2 separate regions of the Sus scrofa genome follow, and region 1 is linked to region 2. Evidence: chromatin contacts called from public Hi-C data. All regions are on one chromosome and are shown on one strand. The core of a region is the stretch at or near the end of the contact, and the rest is flanking DNA. Distances in the headings are between cores, read along the strand shown. Region 1 overlaps AKAP7 (A-kinase anchor protein 7). Region 2 overlaps LOC106508846 (a long non-coding RNA gene).

What was found. A called contact is a pair of places that touch in the nucleus more often than the background predicts.
Region 1: a contact with region 2 is called in a Hi-C map of liver, with 2.1 times the contacts expected there. The contact joins two enhancer-like sites. A contact is called at or near these places in 1 of 5 promoter capture datasets (liver), 3 of 47 Hi-C or Micro-C datasets (all in liver) and 1 of 2 datasets of contacts at active chromatin or transcription factors (alveolar macrophages).

Annotation. Positions count from the first base shown.
Region 1 is chr1:32,219,265-32,223,860 of Sscrofa11.1, reverse strand. AKAP7 (A-kinase anchor protein 7) reads left to right here. Exons shown (of 9, transcript XR_002342908.1): 9 at 1,672-2,800. Among named protein-coding and RNA genes, the nearest start is that of AKAP7, 140 kb to the left of the region's middle. Within about 2 kb of position 1,285, at least 10 of the 83 cell types and tissues checked have an H3K27ac peak or open chromatin away from gene starts, as enhancers often do. A contact at or near this core is called in liver, where this site is marked.
Region 2 is chr1:32,035,759-32,040,266 of Sscrofa11.1, reverse strand. It overlaps LOC106508846 (a long non-coding RNA gene), which reads left to right. Exons shown (of 6, transcript XR_001305923.2): 5 at 1,218-1,350; 6 at 1,459-4,008. Among named protein-coding and RNA genes, the nearest start is that of ARG1, 18 kb to the right of the region's middle. Within about 2 kb of position 3,051, at least 2 of the 83 cell types and tissues checked have an H3K27ac peak or open chromatin away from gene starts, as enhancers often do. A contact at or near this core is called in liver, where this site is marked.

The DNA of each region.
Region 1 (4,596 bases), core at 36-2,535, 190 kb before region 2:
CAGTTCAGGGAGACAAGAAAGAGAGTGAGTGGGGAATATGCAGCATTTGAACAGATGAGAACCAGCCCTTTTGCAGAAAAATGAAGGGATAATTACACCTCAGTCGTCACTAGCAGGGACGCAAAATGGCCATAAGATATTAACGTCTAGTAATTTACTACCATAATCCCAGCTCTTCCTTGAAGAGTTCCTGTTTCTTAAATTGCAGTGATAGCACTGAGATTAAAAAGATTAGTTTAAAAGCTGATTTTTAGCTGGTTCCTAGCAGGAGTAACTGCCTTCGTCTTAATGAGAGTGCTGAGAGTTTGTTAACAACCATCCAGGCCAAGTATTAGAAAATTACTGGATCCCAAGAGGTTAGTTGATTGGAAAATCCCGATTACCTGACTTGTGGGAATGATGAAGCAGACACAGATCTAGTTGGTGATTTCCCATGTCTGAGGATCCAGGTGGTAGGCCCATGGACTTCAGTAGTAGCTGTCAATCGCGGATGAGAGACAAACAAAAATCCCCTGTAGAAATGGGGACCTTCCTGCATTGCTAGGTAAAGTGTTTTTAGATGGGAGCTAATGAACTGCTTTTCAACCTGAAGCCTTCAGGTACAGTCAGCTGCTTGCTTCTGCAAATACCAAATGAAAAGCCAAGCCCAGTATCCTTGGATTTATAGGTCCAGTTTACCAGACTGAAGGACGCTTGCTTTCTTTAACTAACTGAACTAGCCAGCCCCTGCACGCCGAGTTTCTATGGCAATATGATCTCAGTGACCTCTCTTCTCTATTGTGGAATGTAGGTGATAAGAATGGAGGTGAGCCCGATGATGCTGAATTGGTAAGGCTCAGTAAGAGGCTGGTGGAGAATGCGGTGCTCAAGGCCGTCCAGCAGTATCTGGAAGAAACACAGAACAAAAACAAGCCAGGGGATGGGAGCTCTGTGAAAACTGAAGAGGCTGATAGGAATGGCACTGACAGTGACAACAACAGGAAATGAGACCCGAATGCAGGCAGGCCCCCACTGCTCCGTGAGAAGCAACCCTGCTCCCCTCTGCCGAGTCAATGGACTGATTTGCATCGTGCTGTTTAAGTATCCGTTGTCCAGTCTGTGGAGATTGCCTAATATTTTCATGATCGGTGTGTTTGCATTTCTGAAACACAGCAGACGAGAAATGCAGTGCTGCCTATCAGAGGAAATTAATTGATGAAGGAAGAATGGCCCAGGTGTCACTTGCCCTCTGCTGTGGTCAAGGGAGAGGGGACTTTGGGTTCTGCCCTGTGAACTCAAAGTAAAGGCCATGGAAGGGGCCTTGCCATAAATGGAATACTGCCACTTATATTGCTGAGCAGGGCATTTGACTACCTTATCTCGGCCAAAAGGCACAAAGCTAACAAGTGCTACATTTCAAACGATCACTGTTGAAATTACTCTCCATCTAGTTAGCTATATTGTTTCATGTTTGTCCTGTGTGTGCTGTCACTATGCAGTGATCTTTATTTACAGTAAATTTGTTTCATGTAAATGATATATTTTTGGTGAAATGCAACCTTTTCTATAAAATGTGGGCAGCATTTTAAAGGTTTCTTTTTAACCCTCTTTTGATAAGTCACTGTGCCACGTTTAGTGTTTTTCATTGGTATTCATATGTAAAATGTATTATATAATTTTTTTTCTCCATAGGCAAGAAACCTGTGGGAATCCGGGACTTAATTAATGAAGCTTTGCGTCGAGAAAGGATGGGTCTGAAGTCCAAAGTGAAACAGATAAAGGAACTTATGTTAAGGCCTGAGACTCAGGCCAGAATTAGGAGGGAGCTTTTGGAAGGAAGATCCATTAACCACAGTTATCAAGGAAAAGAGGTTGATTATTTCAGCACAATTTTGACATAAGCTCTACATTGCTCTCATGGTACCAGAGTTTATGAAATCTTTTCAGTTCATTAAATGGCTCTTTGGTAAATACCAAAGAAGATAGTGTCTGCACAATAGCAGACCAACATTTGGTAAGGAATTAATCATTTCTTGCCAAAGAAAACTGATTCTTCCCTGTTATTTTTAAGTCAGATGTGTTTTAGAATGTTTATCTCTAATATCAAAATTCATTTTATAGAAAAGACTTCTTAACTAGCTGTTGTGAGATGGTCTTTGGGTCCTCACAGATAAAATGTACAGACTGTGAAAAATCATTTACAGACAAAAAAAAAAAATACAGCATTTTAAGGTCACTGACATGATTTTTGTTAAATCAAAAGAAGCATTGTTCTCATGTATCTATATCTCGTGTGACTTTTAATGAGACTTTGAATGTTTATTGATCACTGGTACTTGAATGAACATTTATAAATGTAAATGTAATTATTGTAATCACTGGTTACGAATGTTTTATAACGTCCATATGTATTACTTTTCAATGATCAAAATGTAGTTTGCTTTTTCATTTCTTAATGAATGTTCGGGATTTTTATTTTCTACTTTTATGAAGATAAGCCCCAGGTCTTACTGTATCCCTTATAATCTGAATTTGTTTGCACTGGTTCATTTTTAAAGACAATTCTTAAAAATTTTCCCTCCCTATGATCATCACTGGTAACAGCTTTTTCTATAGTCATTGTAAAATCGCTGCTACTAAGAGATCATGATGCAGGGGGAAATTATTGGAGATCAAATATGTAGTCATTTCAAATATAAAATCCAGTTTACTCATGGATTTTAGCTATTTTTTCACTGGGTAAATTATAATTATATTACATTTATTTATAAGTGAGTTTATGCATTTTCATGCCTCTTAATAAATGCATTGTTTTCCCTTGTTGCCTTTCTTCATTTTTTCCCCTCACTCTTAGAAGCTGTTGGAACTGTGTGATTGTAAAAGTCAGAAACAGGACCTCTGATAGTTTCAGTGTTTCTTAACATTTGTGTTCTCGTCCTTCATGCTAATATTGCACAGTTGTCAGAGCACCTTTAACCTGAGACTTTTAAATCACTTCGAATCAGTTAGCTTCACCAAGACTTAACAGGAATTTAAAGGCAAAGAAAATCTGAATAGCGTCTTATAAGCTGCCAACATTGGGTCACTAAAGGGACATCCATAGCGGAGAAGAAGAGAGCGGGTCCATCTGGCTGCAAAGACCTGGGAGCTGCTTAGCTGCTTGCCGTGGTTCCTTCCCGGGGGAGGGCTTTTCTGTTTGTAAGTCAACCCTTGAGTGGGAGGCAGAGATATCTGGGGGCTTGCCTTGTTTAAGTGAGGAAACGGTCATAAGGAGATCAAGTGCCTTATCCAAGGTCACACGGCTGTTAGGGAACTGGACGTGAATTCCAGCCCATGGCTCCATCTCAACATCCCAGGGCTATTTCCGCATCCCATAACCTAAGTTAACAATATTTCAGGAGAAACAGCACTTCTTAGCATGTATCTATAAATAATCTTTATCCTTAAGGAGCTCCTCCAGTCCTTCCCAACAATTTGAATGGCTAATAAGAATGTCTCCTTTTCATAGTCTTGCATTACATGACTTCCTGTGCCGTTAATTAAGAATCATACCTTCCTTTTTTAAAAAAAATTTTTTTCCATGGTAGCTGATTTACAGTTCTATCAATTTTCTACTGCACATCGAGGTGACCCAGTCACACATACATGTATATGTTCCTTTTTCTCACATTATCATGCTCCATCACATGGTATTTGTCTTTCTCTTTCTGACTTACTTCACTCAGTATGAGAGTCTCTAGTTCCATCCATGTTGCTGCAAGAATCATACCTTCCTTGGAGTCCCCATCGTGGCGCAGTGGTTAACGAATCCGACTAGGAACCATGAGGTTGCGGGTTCGGTCCCTGCCCTTGCTCAGTGGGTTAAGGATCCGACGTTGCCGTGAGCTGTGGTGTAGGTTGCAGATGCGGCTCGGATCCCATGTTGCTGTGGCTCTGGCGTAGGCCAGTGGCTACAGCTCCAATTCGACCCCTAGCCTGGGAACCTCCATATGCCGAGGGAGCGGCCCAAAGAAATAGCAAAGACAAAAAAAAAAAAAAAAAAAAAGAATCATACCTTCCTTTTGTTAAGTGCCCAGCTATGTGCCTGGTGATTTAGGCACATTATTATATTTCTTCCCTTCAGTGACCCTGTTAAGGAGTTGCTAGTACTGTTTTAGGAAACTAGGAAGTGGGGCTCTAAAAGGTTAAATGGCTATTTAGAAAGCTAATAAAAGAACTAAATTTAAACTTGAGTCTCTTCTTCAAAGCCACACTCTTTCCAAAATGTGACAGTTCCTCTCTCCACCGAGGAAAAGTCATTTCATAAGTTAAGGACGTGGAACAAAAGGAAAGTCACTTTCTTTTGACTAAACCAGATCCCATGCATCCCTGAAATTCTATGAATGTATTGAGAGTGGTCAGCTGATGTGATGGACCTGGGGGAAAAAAAACTCACGGATATTTAATTTAGGGATTAAAGATTTGAATTCTTATCAGTGAAATCTTCATGTAAGCCAATTTACAAAAACAATAGAAAGTATACAGTAAAAATTGGCATTCCCATGGTGGGTCAGTGGTAACAAACCCAACTAGTATCCATGAGGATGCGGGTTCAATCCCTGGCCCTGCTCGGTGGGT
Region 2 (4,508 bases), core at 1,802-4,301:
CCTTGCAGGGAATTTTTCTTGCAGATGGCTAGTGACCTGTTGTGAAACTTGCTCACCCATGACCACTATAGGTCTTTTTTTTTTTTTTTTTTTGCCACATTCATGACGTGTGGAAATTCTCAGGCCAGGGACTGAACCTGCACCACAGTAGCAACCCGGACTGCTGCAGTGACCATGGGGGATCCTTAACCCGATTCACCACAAGGGAGCTCCATTTGTAATGATGTCCCTTTTAATCTCCTATGTTTATTTTTGCCAGTGCACTTAAAAGAAAAATTTCTTCCTTTCCTACACAAAGAGTGGTCTGTTATTGACTTTTGTACTCCCTTGCTTTTGTACCTAACCATGTATCCTGGTAATCTCTCCACAGTGTGTTATTTCTATCCTTTTCTAAGGGTATAGAAAGTCTCTCTTATAGTCTTCATATATTGAGTTTTTTAATCCAGCATCTCTTGAATAGTCTCATTATGTTTAGGAACTATGTAGCCTCACAAGGGTAGATACTGAGACCAGGCAAATTGATTCCCACATCTCCCCACTCCTAGCATCCCCCTTGCAAAAGTGCATTGTCATATTTCTTGGGTCCCTCCAATCAGGCTGAACTGGCAGTGAGCCCTGGGGGAAGGCAGTTCTGCATGATACCTCTTATGATGACCTCGGTGGCAGCAGGATTGTGAGGCTTCTGCGTGGTTCCCGGTGCAGATGCGTCATGGGTGACTATGGCGTTTGCAGATGTGATAAAGTCCACTCGACGGCATCAGGACAAACAGTAGCATCTGGTGCTCTGTGGCAGCAGTCACCGTGAGGACCCCCTTGTCAGGCCCCCTCTGTGGGCATGTTTGAGGTCTTGTTCCCAGAAACAGCCTTGAGTGGCTTTCCAGCCCTCTCTGCATTTCTCTGAAGCTGCCTGGGATCCTTTTAATAAATTCCTTTCTCAGCCTAATTGGCCAGAGTATGCTTTCTTTGCTTACAACTAGGAACTCTGACCTAAATCCTCTTTATGAAAAGATAATGACTTTAATGATTAAACAAGACTAAATATAGAGAGTGAGAAAAAGGAGTGTACCATCTGCCCTCACTTCATCTGTAATAAATTATCTTTGACCCACTCTCTCTAAGCCTGTCCTCAATATTTCTATTATCCTCATTATTCTGCTTTAAAAAAAAAAAGCAAACAAGTTTTGAATTCTATGTTTTGCTTCCTCATTGTGTGCCAGGATGGTAAGTGGAAGTGGTGAACTGCAGGTTAGCCCTCAACCAGTGCCAGCATTTCTCAGGGTCCGTGGCCCTTCTCCTCTTGTTGTGGCAGCAAAGATGGCTTTGAACATGACTACTCTCAAGACAGGAAAGGTAAGAGAGGAGTCGAATGGCTGACTTTGGGATCTCTACAGAGATTCTTGTGAACTTCTGGGTAAGGGAGATGTTGATTTTTTTTATTTTTTATTTTTTGATTTTTAGGGTCACGCTCATGGCATATAGGCTAGGGGTCTAATTGGAGCCACAGCTGCTGGCCTACACCACAACCACAGTGATGTTGATCCGAGCCACATCTGTGACCTATACCACAGTTCATGGCAACACTGGATCCTTAACCCACCAAGAGAGGCCAGGGATCGAGCCCGCAACCTCATGGTTCCTAGTTGGGTTCCTTAACCCTTGAGCCATGACAGGAACTCCCCAAAGAGAGATGGTAATCTTCAAAACATAATTTTCAATTTCAAGAGCCAGTATTTGAAGGTCCCAGTATTTGAAGGTCCCAAGAAATGTGATTATTTCATTTTCAGAAGTCTGAAAATCTTATCTTCGAATGTCAAGAACAAAATCAGGAGAAATTCACACATTAATGTTTGCACCAAGAGGCACTGAGAAGAAAGAGGGCTACCATGGGGGAGGTTTGGGTTTTCTCCCACTTCTAGAGAAGATGTGGCTGAGTGGATCCGTGGACCCGAAGATTCCTTGGGGTGGTGCAGTAGGAGAGAGCTTTGTGGATCTTGCTGCCTAAAAGCAGAGGGGTCCGGGGCAGCGGCCACCAAGGGACTAAAAGACCATTAGCATCAGCAGCATGTGTCCACAGAGACGTGGCCACGTGACAGACTCTCGCCTGCCCCTGATGCCATGATCCTAGCTGAGCATGGTTAAACTCACTGCCTGGAATATGGGATCTAACGAATCATGTTCTCCTATTGTTATCACATTGTTATGAACAGGCTGGAGCTCTTCTTGGGCACGGCTGGAACCAAGCGCTTGCTTAATGAAGTTACGCTAGGCTACCGAAAAGAGGGACTGGCTGACTCCTGAGAGGACAGGGGGCACGGCAGTGTGCTGAGCACACTCAGACCTCCAGCAAGGGTCAGAGATGAGAGTGAAAGAGAACACTGGGCTCTGGGAGGCCAGGCACCCTTCACCGGTGCCTCTCCCGGGCTCTGATGTTGAAGGAGCTGTAGTCAGGCTGCTTACATTCAGGAGGGAGAAGAGGGGTCCTGGGAGGTCCGTGGTGCAGAGAGAAGATGTCGCACCTCAGACACAGATCCGGGAAAGCCTGATGTGACCTGGATGAGACCCATAACCAGGGACGTAATTTTCTCCTTCTTCCCTTGTGTTCTCCAGCCCAGAGTGGTCTTGGATGCTTTCCACGACTCCCCTCTTCATGCCTAAGCATCCCCTGACCCTGAGACCCCCCCCCAAATCTGGGGCCTCCACCTGGCTCCTTGACCCCCACTGCTTTTGTTTTTCATCACTTGATTCCTTCCCGCCAATCTAGAAGGCTCAGGCTACTTTTACGGTTCACATACAACTTTATTAAAAAAAAAAAAAAGTGGGAGTTTATTTTCCTTTCCTTATAATAGATTGTAAACTCCTTTGAGACAGGGAACCCACCTTCTACAAGGTGCTTTATATGATGGACTAGGCAAACAGGGGAGGATTTCCAAATGTTGCCTGATGGACATCTGGTCCCCTCCATTCTGATGGGAATGCTGACGCCTCTGTCCTCAGCGTCACAGGGGAAAATTACAAATAGCACTAGATGTTCCAAACGTGTTTGCTTTTCTTTCCCAAGAGGACTACTTTGTGCTTCCCTAAGTCGTTCCACTTGGTGGCTCACCCAGCTATAACTGTCCAATAAACTTGTCTGGCAAACGACCTCATAGAAGCTGACGCTAATAACCTCGAGGACAAACCAGGATTTCTGGCTTCGCCTGTTGACTTCAAGTACCTGGAGCACTTGTTCATGTTTTCTTGACTTTGTTCCACATTTAATTTTCTTAAAAGATGCTGTATTAACTGGAAAATTCATGGGGTTTAATAAGATGATAATGTAGAATACTTAACACAACTTTGACAGCAAGCAAGCTCTCTCAGTGTGAGCTAAGCTTATTACCCCATCGACAGAGAAATCATTGTATTCATTCTCTCTCCGGTAACCATACATGACACAATAGGAGAAAGCAACGTCTAGGTGGTGGTTCTTTTTGCTTGACACATATTTTAAGGTTTGCCCCCTCCTGCTTTCCCTGCATTTTCTACGTTCTAAAATGGTCACAAATAGTAGCACAGTAAGAACTGCATGAAAAGAAGCTGCATGCTCTGTACATTATTCATGGCCTCCGTTACCCACAAAGGGCTGGCCTAGTTTTCTCTCTCCACAGGGACGTTGCACACAGCCCACGGTCCGTGTGACTGTGAGCACTCATGGCAGGTAATATTTTATTTAGCCGACTCCAGACATCCACACAACCCTCAAACTTGGTAAGAAAGCTGAAGCCCCTCTTGGGAAATTGATTTTCAGGAAATGTGCTGCCTGTTCCAATAGGGTGCCCACTCTGAGATGGTACTTCAAAGGACCCTATCATGGGATTCAAGTTAGTGAAATGTGCACACGAGATGTTTTCCTGGATTGAACTTGCTTCTCCTCCACTCAAGGAGGTACTGTTACCTTTTCCTACGAGGGAGCTTTATTTATTTAGGGCCACACCCTTGGCATATGGAAGTTCCCAGGCTGGGGTCGAAATGGAGCTGCAGCTGCCGGCTTACACCAAAGCCATAGCAATACTGGATCTGAGCTGCATCTGCCAGTTATGCCACAGCTTGCAGCAACACCGCATGCTTAACCCACTGAGGGAAGTCAGGGATCGGAGCCGCATCCTCAAGGACATTATGTGGGGTTCTTAACCTGCTGAGCCACAGTGGGAGTGGCTCTTAGATGAAGAGGCTGGTGTCTTTATTGGCTGATTTATTTATTTTTAAAATTTTATTTTATTTTTGGGGGGCCACACCCACAGCATGCAGAAGTTCCCTGGCCAGGGATCGAACCTGTACCACAGCAGTAACCAGATGTCCATATCTACATATCCATGGCTCCCAGCTTGCATGACGGCACCAGGATAGGGGGTTTAAAGGTGTCCAGGATGACCAGGTAGCCCTGCTGTGGTCATGAGGGCATTCTAATGCTCTTCCTTCTTCCAACTGACATTGTTTAAGAGAAGGAGCTCCAAGCCCTACTTTCTAGT